4 separate regions of the Mus musculus genome follow, and regions 2, 3 and 4 are each linked to region 1. A link is a contact called in public promoter capture Hi-C data. All regions are on one chromosome and are shown on one strand. Each heading gives the region's core, a stretch centred on a gene start, on an enhancer-like site or on the middle of the called end of the contact. The rest is flanking DNA. Distances are from core to core; before and after follow the strand shown.

Evidence for each region. Promoter capture Hi-C pulls out the DNA fragments that hold promoters and counts their contacts.
Region 2: a contact with region 1 is called in a promoter capture Hi-C map of hippocampal neurons, with 8 times the contacts expected there. The contact joins the enhancer-like site here to the promoter of Fam114a2 in region 1. A contact is called at or near these places in 3 of 39 promoter capture datasets (the 3T3-L1 cell line, frontonasal cranial neural crest and hippocampal neurons) and 2 of 115 datasets of contacts at active chromatin or transcription factors (embryonic forebrain and stem cell-derived neural progenitor cells).
Region 3: a contact with region 1 is called in a promoter capture Hi-C map of hippocampal neurons, with 30 times the contacts expected there. The contact joins the enhancer-like site here to the promoter of Fam114a2 in region 1. A contact is called at or near these places in 9 of 39 promoter capture datasets (the 3T3-L1 cell line, 3T3-L1-derived adipocytes, the SN4741 cell line and 5 more), 1 of 484 Hi-C or Micro-C datasets (nephron progenitors), 10 of 115 datasets of contacts at active chromatin or transcription factors (differentiating embryonic stem cells, embryonic forebrain, embryonic hindbrain and 6 more) and 1 of 9 other capture datasets (adipose tissue).
Region 4: a contact with region 1 is called in a promoter capture Hi-C map of hippocampal neurons, with 11 times the contacts expected there. The contact joins the enhancer-like site here to the promoter of Fam114a2 in region 1. A contact is called at or near these places in 5 of 39 promoter capture datasets (the 3T3-L1 cell line, cranial neural crest, hippocampal neurons and 1 more) and 4 of 115 datasets of contacts at active chromatin or transcription factors (differentiating embryonic stem cells, embryonic forebrain, embryonic limb bud and 1 more).

Annotation. Positions count from the first base shown.
Region 1 is chr11:57,517,107-57,520,357 of GRCm38.p6, forward strand. It overlaps Fam114a2 (family with sequence similarity 114, member A2), which reads right to left and starts at 1,538. Exons shown (of 14, transcript NM_026342.3): 1 at 1,467-1,538. It overlaps Mfap3 (microfibrillar-associated protein 3), which reads left to right and starts at 1,559. Exons shown (of 3, transcript NM_180599.1): 1 at 1,559-1,606.
Region 2 is chr11:56,243,225-56,246,774 of GRCm38.p6, forward strand. No RefSeq gene overlaps it. Among named protein-coding and RNA genes, the nearest start is that of Gm46260, 130 kb to the left of the region's middle. Within about 2 kb of position 1,882, at least 13 of the 459 cell types and tissues checked have an H3K27ac peak or open chromatin away from gene starts, as enhancers often do. A contact at or near this core is called in hippocampal neurons, where this site is marked.
Region 3 is chr11:56,129,581-56,133,022 of GRCm38.p6, forward strand. No RefSeq gene overlaps it. Among named protein-coding and RNA genes, the nearest start is that of Gm46260, 11 kb to the left of the region's middle. Within about 2 kb of position 1,876, at least 9 of the 459 cell types and tissues checked have an H3K27ac peak or open chromatin away from gene starts, as enhancers often do. A contact at or near this core is called in hippocampal neurons, where this site is marked.
Region 4 is chr11:56,168,422-56,171,865 of GRCm38.p6, forward strand. No RefSeq gene overlaps it. Among named protein-coding and RNA genes, the nearest start is that of Gm46260, 50 kb to the left of the region's middle. Within about 2 kb of position 1,385, at least 23 of the 459 cell types and tissues checked have an H3K27ac peak or open chromatin away from gene starts, as enhancers often do. A contact at or near this core is called in hippocampal neurons, where this site is marked.

The DNA of each region.
Region 1 (3,251 bases), core at 288-2,787:
GGTGTCAAAAGGAGAAGCCAGCTGATGGCAAGCATTCCCTGCTCTCGGCTTCTAGACTGTGGGTGCAAAGTGACCAGTTTCCTACGTGACCTTCCTGCCACTGGACAAGCGAACTGTGACTCAGAATAAGATCGCCTTCCTTGTTTCTGTCTGGGTATCTTATCACAGCAACAGGAAGGTAAACAAACAAAGGGTATGGAGACAGCACAGAAGAAAGGTCAGGGAGCCATGATATAATCCCCTAGAGTCATGTCTCTATTAGGGAAGAAGCAAGGGTGACAGGCTAGAAAGGTAGACCAAGAATATGCTGCCTAGTGTTCTCCCTCCTCTCCTCTTCTTTTTCTGCTGCCATCTTGTCTCTCCCTCCCAATAAAACCTCTTCCACGTGAAAAAAAAAAAAAAAAAAGGTGTTGCCTAGACTCTATGGGTACACGATATGCATATATTAAACTGTCCCAAAAACTCATAGAAAAAAAAAATTCCATACACAAGTACCAATTGCCATGCAAACTAACTCAGAAAAATAGAAAAATAACTCGTTTAACTTATTCATGGCAAGAACCTTTTGCATATGGACCCAGTTCTGGAGACAGAGAAGATATGTAAGGCAATTTCTGCCCCTGTCAGTCCAAAGGCTGATCTAACAAAAAGACACCGACATGCTTGCCCAAAGTTCAGAAGGTGTTCTTGCAGCTGTATAGACACTGTTTTAGAGCTACCTTTTTCTTCTTTCTCCGAGTTACAACATATAATATATAGTCTCTCGATTTGCTCTATGTAAGCAAATAGAACGCACATATTGCATACGTTCATTTAAATTTTATGAAACTAGAACATTCCGATTAGTAAACTCCAGCTGTCCCTATTATTTCACTTGCACAATAGAGATTTTAATAAGCATCGAGGACGTGCCAAGAGTTTAGGCTGAGTCAGGAGACAAGATTCGTGAGTGGTGATGTCCCTCTCCACCGTTCCTATAAGTAAGATTAAACACATACCAGACATACGGAATTGTACTATTTAATGTTTTCCGGGTATGGTTTTTCCTGATTGGAGGAGAACAATCCAGGTGACTGGAGAAGTCAAACAAGGCGCCTCACAGTCGAGACACAAATATGCCCAGAGCACACGCGTGACCATCGCCTTTACCCGGAGGCGGCGTGGCTGGCGTGGCTGACTAGCTGGAAGCCGAGCCTGGGGTCAGCGCTGCCGCCGGTCCGTGCGACAGGGAGCCCCAGCTGCAGGCTGCGGCGACTCCCCAGCTAACGTGGCGGGTCTCTCGTCTCCGCACGTCCGCACGCAGGTCCCACCCCCAGGCCTCAGGTAAACAAGCTCTCCAGCCCTTCGGCCGGCAAGCCCACCAAACATGGCTGGAAGCGTTGCAGCCCCTCAACCCGTGACCCCGAGACCCCCCAGCCTTCGCCGCCCTCACCCGGAAGCCCCACAACCCCGACACCGCCCCTCACCGCGGCCACCGCCGCTCGCTCGCCGATCCGACCCGACCGTCGCGGAAGTACTCCTGACCTCAGCGCGGAGGCGGGGTCGCCGTCGAGGAGTACTTCCGGGTCAAGCATCCTCTAGGGCGGAAGGCGCTGACTGCAGAGAGGTGAGTGAATCCGCTGCTCCGGTGGCTTCCTGAGAGGTAAAGGATGCTTGAAGCTGGACACGGGGGATGCCAGGATGTCCGCCCTCCGTGAAGGCTGGGTGTGGGTGTCGGGGTTCCGCCATGAGGTATTTCCAGAATACTCGAGGGCCAGCGACGATCCGGGACACAAACTGGGAATTCAGGGCGGGCCCTGCTCTCAGCTCACTGCAAAGGTGGTGAGGAAGGGAGACCACCACCATCAAAACAACGGAATCTGAGGGGGTAGTTAAGTGCTTTCGTCCAAGTTTAAATGCGGTGATGGAACGGAACTGAGTGAGGAAGTGAGAAGGGGGAAGCCTGCCTGTAGGGAGGAGGAGTAGAGGTTTTGAATAAATAGTAAAGGGAGACGGGGGGGGGGGGGGGGGGCGGAGAACTTGGGCACTGGGTCTTTGTGAGGTCGGTGACCAGGCGTTTGACTTAAAATTTGGAACTCGATGGGAAGTAATTGATAGTTTCTAAGCAGGAGAGTGATATGCTTTTGATTTGTAATTTTAGATGTGCAGTGCATCGCTTCATTTGTCCCTGGGCAGTTTATCCAAGAAGACATTAAGCAAAATTGTGTTAAAATATGGGGTGGGGGGGGCACCTGAAACCCTAAAGACTTGCTTTCGAGTGTCTCGCTGTTGTGTTGTGTTGGTGTATAGCTAAGTGGGAGTGCGTTTGCCTGTCATGTGCAAGACCCTGGGTTTGATCCTGAGCACAAAAAAAAAAAAAAAAAAAAAAAAAAAAAAAAAGGAACAGATTCCCCTCCTCTGTTCAATCCCTTACATCAGTGTTCAGATGTAACTGCCACTTCCTAAAACCCTTCAAATGTTTGACTTTACTTTCAATAGTAATTCTTTACATTTCCGTATGCTGATATTCTCTACGACCTTACTAAATGCCTGTTCCTTTGAAGATTTGCAAGTTCAAGGCTAGCCTTGGCTACATTGTGAACTCTAGGCCAGCCAGAGCTAAGTAACCACATCCTGTCACAAACAAAAACGTCTGGTCCAACAAATAAACCAGAAAAAAGATTTCTTCTGGTTTTCTTTTGTAAAGGAAAAATGTATAGGAATGTATCTTGGGCCACTAGTAACTGTCTTGTCTTTTACATGTTGCCATTAGTATTATAGTGACAATTCTGAAAAATTTTGGTCTTAGAGTCCATTGCACTTAAACTTACCAAGAATTTTGAAGAGTTTTGTTTAAATAGATTACTACTGCCAGTACATTCCATTTAAGAAATCAAAACTACTCTCAAAAAAAGAAGTAGCTTTAAAATGGTAAGTCACTAAATGATAACTGACATTTCTATAAAGATTATTTTCCAGGTGAAGTACTGGCACAGGTCTGTGATCCCAGCATTTAGCAGATGGAGGTACAGGCAGGAGGGGAGCTCAAGTTTACCTTGGAGTGCAAATTCGAGGCCAGCCTGGACTACATGAGACCTTTCTCAGAAACACAGTTTCTCTAATTTCTCATGGGAAGCTGTTACTGGGGAAAGGAAATGATAAGCAAAAGGAACAACTAGAACCAGAATGTGAGGTTGAAGACAGTTTAGAGACAGTAGAGAGTAAGACACACGTAACTGAAGCTTTGTGTGGGGACTGGAAACATTGTATGA
Region 2 (3,550 bases), core at 632-3,131, 1.3 Mb before region 1:
TGCAGATTTATCCTAAGCTACACAGTGAGCTCAAGGCCAGCCTACGCTTAAGGAAGAACTAGAACATGATCATACGAATCAAGGATCTCACATAAGGCAAACAGTTGTCTAGGTCCCTGCAGGCAATGTGGAATGAGCAATCAGGCATCCTCTCCACTTGGGTACTTCTCCTTCTGCAATTCTGCATCTGCCCCCCATTGGCCTCATAGGTTGCCCAGGCTCACCCTCTGCTCAGGAGCCATGCAGCTGTCTCGAGGGGAGCCCCACCTCAGACTGCTCCCATTTCCATGTCTAGGATGAGAACATTCTGTTTGGCCCTGGGCACGTTCAGATGTACTCCATCAGTTCAGATGTACTCCATCAGGACGCTTCTTGATTCATTTAAATTCTACAAGAAGGAACAGCTACCAGCTGCCACTCCGCTCGCTCGTCATCTCTCCTGGTGTCAGTCACACCTCATTGCATTTGGCAATGCATTTGACGTGGGTGACATTAGCCAGAACACAAATCAGGTAGCATCTGCCGAGAAGTGGGGAGAAGAAAAATTGCAAACACATTTATAAAAGGGAAAACAAAATCAGGGTGATATCCAGGTTGCCTTTTTGAGAGTCCCAGTTTCTGCGTTTGTGTGTAGGATTGTCAGCTTGATGTTCTAGTGTCCCAGTTTGTCTGGTTCAACACTGTTCTATCATATATTATAGAGGGAGCTCATGGCATGGAATGGACAGGAAGAATGGACCTGATGAAGAACAACCATGTGGTCCATCTGGCTCAGGATGATCCTCCTTTATAGCTGTTGTCCAGACAGGGTAGTTGGTATCAGCTCTTTCCCTTTCAGATATGTCCTGACTGGGAAGAGAGATCATTAGGTCATGTACTAATCTCATTTGATGCAAGATCTAGGAGTGATATGTCCTGAGCCTCTACAGCACAAGACAAAAGGTGAGGAGTCTAGATGGGAGACGTGACTAAGTTAGTAAAGTGGCTGTTGTTCAAATATTAGGGCTTGGCTATGATCTTTGGAACCTATGAGAAAACCTGAGATTTGTGGCCTGTGCTTATAATCCCAGAGCTGGGGAAGTAGAGATGGGCAGGTTACCAAGGCTCACAGGCCAGCCAGCCTAGCTCAATCAGAGAATTGCAGTGAGAAAGTGAAATTACAGAGAATAGGCCAGTGAGAGATTTTGTCTGAAATCAATAAGTTGGACAACTCCTGAGGATCCCCAAACCCCCAAAATATAAAGGTGAGGAAGACGTCTAAGTATTTCATGATCTCTACTTTTTATAAGCTTTCATTTGGGGATCACATCAGCAAAACAGAACTAGAGATTCAGATAAAATTGTCTTCTTGATGATGAAACCAGGAGAACAAACAATGGCGACTGTTGTTTGCTATTAGGATAGGAAGCAGTTAAGTGAAGACAAGACACAGTTCCCACACTGACATCATCATGTACTGGCCCTGCAGCTGGGAGGATCAACTTGAACCCCCATCCCTGGATTTCTCAGCTGTCCATGAGCCTGCTGGCCAATGGCAAGGATGGAAGAGTTGAGTGTAGTCAGGATTCAATGTCACAGTGGACAGAAGGGGCTTACTGTTGTGTCTGGTGGAAGCTAAGGTCTCAGAGACCAAGAGATTTGTGTATTTATGTCTGACTCATGACACACTCTGATGTGGATGCCCCAACAATTCCATATTTAGTTCCATATTTGCCCATGAGTGGCAGCAAGTGCTTATCGGATTGAGGCTGTCTGGAATCATCTCTTGTGTCTGTCTTGTGATGTAGGGCAGATCCTAGAATCCTCATGTGGGAAAAACCTGTGGTACTCCCACACCCCAATCCCTGAGTGCCTAGCAGTAGATGGTGAAGAGGTAAACAGCCTCCCTCAGACTCATTCATCATGGCTCTCGACATTTTCAGATGGAGTTGTGACAGCCAGGCAACTGTGTGTCATGTGCTTCAAAGAACAGATGGTGTCAGAAAGATCTAGCCTGCTATCACAGGCTAGCATGAAAAGCTAGGCATGTTCCCATCCATGTGAGGAGGGCAGGAACAGTGTGTGCTGAGAGGGTCCTCCTTCCAGCAGTGAGTGGGTGAAAAGAAGTGGTGGGGTGCCAACTGCCAGCTCCGTCATGGGTACATCTAGACCACTGTTTCTCCAGACCTAGAAAAGAGATACATTTTGAAAAATGCTGGGTCTTTATTTTTTAAATACAAACTCTTTCCAAGATTTTATTGAAAGAATACATTGGTAGTTGGCCAAAGGTCATAGGATCCTGAAAAAGTACCCATTAAACTGAATATTTGCTTATTCAAATTATTACTGTTTAGCAGTGCAGTTGAAAATAACAACTCATATTTATTGAGTCCTGTGTATCAGACCTGAGCTTATTAAAAATATTACTTTAGACTTTTGAAATAGGATCTAATGTAGACTAGGTTGGCTCCAAACTCATTATGTAGCTGAGAATAGCCTTGAAATTCTGAGCCTCCTGTCTTTACCTCCTGAGTGCTAGGATTGGGATCACAGGAATATTTTACTATTCCTGGTTTATATAGTGGTAGGACTCAAACCTAGGACAGGCCCTCTATGGATTGAGCCACATGGTCTGCCCCAGGCTCTGAACCAAAAACTTTAAATTATTATTGCATTATGTATTTAACAAATCACAGAATATCTACTATAGATATTCTGACAATTTCAAACTTAACTGTAAAGAAACTGGATGAAAAGCCCAATAGTTACATTTGCTAATGTTCTGACACTGACTATCATGAACTAAGTTAGCAAGACATTGGGCACCGTGTTCAAGGATGGAATAATACCTAGCAGGAAGAGTTAACATATTGAGGATTCAGAGGCAACCCTGGCCTAATGGAGATTCTCAGGTTTTCCTAGCCTGGAAGACAGGGATCTTCCAGATGGGTGTATCTTCTCTTCTTTTACGGAGAATCTATTTTATTTTTCTTCTGGGAAAGATAGACAAACAGACACAGACACCCAGAGAGACAGGGACACACACACACACACACACACACACACACACACACACACACACACATACATACACACACACACACACACACACACACACACACACACACACAGAGGATTGCAGTAGTGGGCAGTCAATGCCTGGCCAATACCCTTATTGAAAGTTCACTTTCTTGCATGCATTCCTAACTATATTCATCTTGCATCTTATCACAGCCACAGAGACATCCATAATGCAGTGGTTAATGGCTGATCGCCTTCATTCATAAAGATGAGAGGGCTGCAGCTTTACTCAGTGACCCAAAGTAAGTTGTATTTCTCCAGCTTATTTATTAACTTAGAAATGATCCTCTGTGGTTCCATCTCCACAGGCCATGTCCATGAAGATGTATGTATCTGTCTCATACATCTCATACATGGAAAACATACGGGCCTCTGAAGAGCTGTGAGAATACTGTCTCCTTTCTCCTGACTATCTTGTGGTGAGTCACCTAATTTCTTGTGACACAATGCTACTCTGTGTTTGGCTGTGTATGACAGTGGCCAGTGTTAG
Region 3 (3,442 bases), core at 626-3,125, 1.4 Mb before region 1:
CTAACTCCATGCTGGAATCATTGACTGGCTCAGTCTAGTGCAGGTAGCTGCAGCTGTCATGATCGCATGAGTGCAAGAAGTCATGTCAAGAGGAGACATTTCACAGCACTCACCATCCTCTGACTCTAACACTCTTCCCCCCTCTTCCGTGACGTCCCCTGAGTCCTGGGGCTTGCAGTGACCTAGATGGCCCATCTCTAGCTCAGCTTTCAGCCACTCATCCTCAGCACACAGCTTGCTAATGAGTTTGCAAGAAGCTTTTCTGCCTAAAGTGAGGTCGGACAAATCTGTGGATAAAAACATGAGTAGTTAGAAGAAAGTTTGACGTGTCTACTTATCAAATAAGCATAGGGTCCACGACTTTTCTGGCCATGGGTTTTGACCATGTGTGTGGTACTACGTATGAGTTCTGTCCTATGAGCAGGCTTCAGATGTAATCAAGAGACTGGTTGCCTCCCCTGTCCCATCTTAGTCAGTGTTCGAATGCTGTGAAGAGACACTATAATCATGGAAACTCTTATAAAGGTCAGCATTTGATTGGGGGCTTACATAGAGTTTCTGAGGCTTGGCCTATTGTCATCAAGGTGGGAAGCATGGTGGCAGGCAGGCAGACATGGTGATGAATAAGGAGCTGAGAGTTTTATATCAGGAGAGAGAGAAGGGAGGGGGGAGGGAGGGAGGGAGAGAGGGAGAGGGAGAGAGAGAGAGAGAGAGAGAGAGAGAGAGAGAGAGAGAGAGAGAGAGATGCTCTGCTTTGGTGTGGGATTTTTGAAAACTTCAAGCCTACACCCAATAATACAGTTTCTCCAGCAAGGCCACACCTCTTAATCCCTCCCAAGTAGTGCCACTCCCTGATGACAAAGCATTCAAATACATGAGCCTTTGGGGGCCATGTTTATTCCAGCTACCACATCCCATAAAAGAGTCTCATCAAAGTTGCACAAGCGAGCACATCTTGCCTCACGGGTGGCTGCTGTTTGCAGACTCCAGCTTTGGGTCAGACCATCAGGAGCTTTCCACCCCCCCCCTCAGCCTGCTTAGCACTTTCACGTGATAAAAGCTGGTGAGCTACACAGCTTCCTGGTTAGTTCAAGGGAAGTGTGTGGTATCTCCAGCAATAGGCTCTTACTATCTAGTGACAGAGGACAACCACGGGAGTAATGGCAATAGCTTGTGTTGTTTGTTTCAGATGTCTCTGAAGCCTCTCTGACCAGTCACTTGTGAATAATACTTCTGTTTAAAGTTTCCAGATGGATGAGGGTAGAAGTTGGGGCAGGTGTGCTAACTAAAACCGAGGAGATGTGAGAAAGCCTTATGAAACCCCACTGGTTTGAACAAAGGTATCCACACCGGTAAACAATATTTCCCCAGAAGATGTGGATTATTAAATGAAAATCTCAGTGCTGAGGACAGGCCACTCTTCTGTGAGATGCGTTTAAAATCCTGACATATTGGCATCAGAAATGTAAGGTTAATTTCACATCTTCGTTTGTGGATGACATGGGAAGACATGATTCAAAGGTCCACTTTACTCCTATAGTTAAAATATGTTAGGCAAATGAGGCCAGAGAGAAATAGTCTTGCCTACTCTTTAAGGATTAATAGGCAGGCATGAAATAGGGGCCAGGGCAAGCTCCACACCTGGTTCATCCGACATTTGATCTTTCCTTCTTAGGACATGAATCTATGCATTCACACATTTGTGGTTTCCTTGGTGTAGAGCGGATTCTGTTCATTTGACATTACCTGCTTCTTCTTGATGTATTGGTATGTAGCTCACTTCTGTTTAGCTGAGCAGAGAATTACCTCTAGAGCACACTATTTGTAAGCTGTTTAAGGAATAACCACCAGATGGCGCTCTAGACTAGCGTACAAAATAGTTCCTTTAATTTTGCAGGGGCGGGAGGTGGCGCATGCAGGGTGATGGTGGTGGTGGTGGTGGTGGGGTATGAGGGGACGCTATCAAACTGATACTACTCATCAATCTGTCTTCTAAGATGTCTGAGCCATGTTAAAGTAGGCGGATGGCCGTGAGAACAAAATAACAAGACAAAGCTTGAGATTGCCTCCTGGCGATCACAGCTTAGTCGGGTAAGTGAAGTCACAGACGCACAAAATTAGGACATGCCACCTGGTCCCCTTTGCTTGCAAGTGAAATAGAGCGAGTAGTATGCGTTGGGGAGGGAGGCTGACGGCACCGTGGGAGGAAATATTGGAAAAAATACGGATGGATATCTCAGGCTGTAGTTGGGAGTGTGGGATATAGAAGAAGATGCGTGGTGGGTTAGGATATATGAGGAGGGGTGGAGGATCAGAGTAAATGGCGGGTCCACCCGAGACATTTGGTGTTTTGGAGAGGAGACCCAGTAACACTCAAGAAGGGCTGGCCTGAGAAGGCAGGGCATGAGGCTGGCTTATGACCCCAGGCATGGCAGTGACAGCCAGAGTCTGTGCCAATCTTTCTGGAAATGAACCATAGCGTCACACATACTTCCTGTTGGAACACACTCTAGGGCATGTTCGTGAGCCTTGTTGTGTGTGCCTCTGTTCCCTTAACTCATTCAGGGAGGAGATGATCTAACTCATGGGATGTAGAAATACTAAGTGTTGCATTGTTTGCTGAATAGGCACATTTCAGAGGAGAATGGGATCTAGGGAGTCAAGTTGAGGTTGATGCTGAACATTCACCCACCATGGGGCCTGTCAGCAGTACTCGTGGAGAAGTGCAGTGTCTCCCTGATTCCTTGGAGGTGCAGAGTGTAACACCTGATCACTGTGCACTGACCAACTTTATGAGAGAGCTGCTGCATAAAACTTCAACCAGGGCCTGGGGAGATGGCTCAGTGCATAAGACTGCTTGCTTTACTTGAACTCAAAGACCCGAGTTCAAATCCCCAGTACCCATATGGAGAGCTATGTATGTCTGTGCATGTGTGTAACCCCAGCTCTGTGGGGAGACTAGGAAGAAACAAAAGGCTTCGTAGCCACCAGCCTAACCCCAGGCCCAGTGAGTGACTATCTCAGGGAATAAGTTAGACAGTGACAGAGCAGGACATGAAACTTTACATACATGCCATGTAAGCATATACCACACACATAGACACTCTCTGTCTCTCCATCTGTCCTATGACTTGCACCCCCCCCACACACACACAGAGAGAGAGAGAGAGAGAGAGGGAGAGAGAGAGAGAGAGAGAGAGAGAGAGAGAGAGAGAGAGAGAGAGAGAGAGAGACTACAACATCTTGCTGAAATCTTAAATCGTGATGGTGTGGATGATAGCTTTGATCTAGTTATATCAAGATACTTGGAACTATGCTAAGTACTTTCAGGGCAGAACTTCAAGTAGTCTTCCCCTCAGATTTGTAAGACCAATTATGATGGTCTCCATTTTCTAGGTTAAGGAAATGAGACCCAAAGAAATCTTGAATCTGTTTAAGGTCC
Region 4 (3,444 bases), core at 135-2,634, 1.3 Mb before region 1:
TTCCTTCCTTGGCGGGTAGCTTAGATTGTGTTACAGAAATGGTCTGAGGATGTACTAAGCAATTCTGTAATGTTTGGAACCGGAAATCCAGTGCAGATGGGCCTTTTTTTTAAAGAAAATGTTAAAAAAAGGAGGTAATTTTGACTGTAAATGTCATTATGAAGCTCACTGCTTTGTATAATGAATATAGACTAATAATTTTTTTAAAGATTTATTTTTGGGGACTGGAGAGGTTGCTTATCTTTCAAGAACACTGGAAGCTTTCATAAAGCATATGGGTTTGTTTCCCAGCATGCATGGGGGAGCTCACAACTGTCTATAGCTCTAGCTCCAGGGGATACAATGTTCTTTTCTGGTCTTCATGGACACGTATGTGTGCTTGGTCCTCATACATAAACTCAGGTCCCCATACTCCTTTCAAAGAAGATTTAACTTTTTATTGTGTGCGTGTGTGTGTGTGTGTGTGTGTGTGTGTGTGTGTGTGTGACTGAATGGTACTTGCAGAGGTCAGAAGACAGCATCCATATGATACTCTGGAATTAGAATTAGAGGTAGCTGTGAGCCACTTGATATGAGTACTGGGAACAGAACTTGGGTGCTCTGCAACAGCAGTGGGCAGTCCTATATGCTGGGCCATCTCTCTAGACCCTGGTAAAACATTAAAATAAAGAGATGCTTTATAAAACCCAAAGGAGAAGCCAATCCCATCATAAAGTGGAAGAAGCTGAAGGGAGGGGATGGGGTCTCATTGACCCCCGTGGATCTAAGGTTCTGGGGTAGAATGTTGGCGCTGTCCATTTTTGGTTTCATAATAGGATGCATGATTGCATTCAAAGTACAGACACTGTGGTTTCTGATATTATTTTTGTCCCTGCTGAGATCAGAAAAAACAGTGATTTTCACTAAAAGCCCAACAACAGTTCTCTCCTCTACAACTCTAAGCCTCACCAATGGCAGTTCCTAGGTATTTTTCTCTCTCCTCTCTGCACTGACACTCTAATCATGATGATGGTAGTTTAAATAAAGCAGTAATAACGACTCACAAGAAGCTCTCAGTCCCCGGACTAGAAGAAAAGATGCCGCATTTGGGACTCTTAGGGTCTAACAAGGATGATTTTCTTGCTGTTGACTTATATGAAAGAGCTTATTGAGTAGGTTGGTGACAGCTCAGAGGAAACTGAAATGTATGTGAACAGTGGAGTCGACATCTGAGAACGCCCCTGTGTTGTTCACTGGAGGCAAGAAACATAGACTGCAGATTGTAGCAACTGCTAGACAAAGGGTGCTTACCAATATTGCTGGGCGAGCCTAGCACACACTGCTGTGGGCGAGCAAGGAGAGCTGGCTCGGACCTGGAGAGAACCCAAGTATCAGCGAGCAGCCATCTGGAGGATTCAGGCCTTCACAATGTGGCAATCAGATTCTCTTAAGAACTGATTGCTGGGCTTGTTAACTGGGAGGAACTGCGAGCAGTGTGTCTAATCATGGCCCGAGAACAACTTCTAGTAAATACGGACTTAGGAAGGAAAAACACTGAAGGCATCAATCTGCATCTATTGTGTCCGAAAAGGTCAGCGGCTCACTCCTTCCTTCCTGAGCTCTACAGCCCTCAGCCCTCGCCAGTGTCTACCTTCTGCTTTCCATAGCTAATTCCTGCTCTTTGGATCCTGTTTGCAGAGGGATACCAGTGGCTTAGAGAGCAGGGAAGGGTAATGGGATGTGTACCTTGGAGCTGGCTGTAATTAGTGCTTATGTTTGGGGAAGCACGGCATCCCTGGATGAGGAGTTACTGTAATTCAGGTGACAGACTGAGAAATATTCCCAGCTCATTTTTAAAGCATGGCACAGCTAAGGAGAATGAACATAATATCCCTCAAGTCAGGTTACAGGACAAACTGGAGGCATCTGCTTATACTCATGATCCCAGGAGTCCTTGGGAGTAGATGAGGGATGAGGGATGAAGGATGAGGGATGAGGGATGAGGGATGAGGGATGAGGGATGAGGGTCTTTTGAAGTCATAGGTTTAGGACCTTGCTGGGCAGCAACAGAAGCTGAGAATTCTATCCCCAAAATGAAAATAGAGAACTAATAGGTATGTGGTACCTAAGGTTCTGGCCAAGAAATGTAGTAGATAGCTTCAAAGTCATATCGAATATTGCTCATTCTCTCTCTCTCTCTCTCTCTCTCTCTCTCTCTCTCTCTCTCTCTCTCTCCCTCTCTCTCTCCCTCCCTCTATCTCTTAAGAGACTACATAATGTTATTTACACATACATGGGCTTGAATTTTGAATTATCTCTGTAGCCATCCTTCTACTGACATCATTACTTGCTTCCCTCTCTCTTACAACCACCAACCACTCCAGCTCCAGGGGATCTGATGCCCTCTTTTGGCCTCCAAGGAAAACATGCACGCAGACTTATGAAATTAAAAATAAAAACTGAAAACAAGGAAGCATTTTATTCCCTAGTATTTCTTTCTGTAGTTTCTTATCCATTTTGTTTTCGTTTCCCAGATTCCAAGCACAGGAGGAAAACCTGTGGTATTTGTCTCTGCAGGTCTTGCTTATTTCATGTAGCATGAACCTTCAGTTCCATCCATTTTCCTGCTAATGAGAAAATTTCATTCTTCTTTGTGGCTGAGCAAAAAGTCCCCTGTGTCTATGTACCAAATCTGATCCCCACATTCTCTGATGAGCTCCAAAGGCTAATTTCATAGTTTAGCTATTGTGGATCGCTCTGTAATAAACATGGCCACTCTTTTACAGGGCAGAAAACAGCAACCCAGGACTGTACAGAGAAACCTGTGGTCAGCCTATGAGTAGGTAAACTTGGAGCCTGGTCAGCCAAACAACTTTTTGTTGGCAGGGTTTTTGTGTGTGTGTGCTTCCTAAATTTAATGTTAATCAGAGCCAATCTTGACAGGCCCATCCTTTAGGGAACTTTTAGTCTAAAGATAAAAAAAGAAAAGGGTATTGATGATGATGGTGACACATGATTCTGGGAGTGGAAATGTAGCTTGGGGGTTGAGTGCATGAGCACGTACCGCTCTATAGAGGACCTGAATTCAGTTTCCAACACTCAAATCAGGCAGGCATCTCACAACCACCAGCCACTTGTAACTCCAGTTCCAGGCAATCTTATGTGATCTTCTGGCCTCCAAGGAAAACTTGTGTGTGCACATGCACGTGTACACACACACACACACACACACACACACACACACACACACAGAGAGAGAGAGAGAGAGAGAGAGAGAGAGAGAGAGAGAGACATATGAAATAAAAAATAAAAACTGAAAAAAAGGAAAAATCCACACAGTCCACACGATCTGTATCTGAGAGAAGGGGAGGAAGAAGGAGAACGGAGGGGGGGAGGGAGGGGAAGGGAGAGGGGGAGGGAGAGGGGGAGGGGGAGAAGGGAGAGAAGGGAGAGAATGAAAAAGAG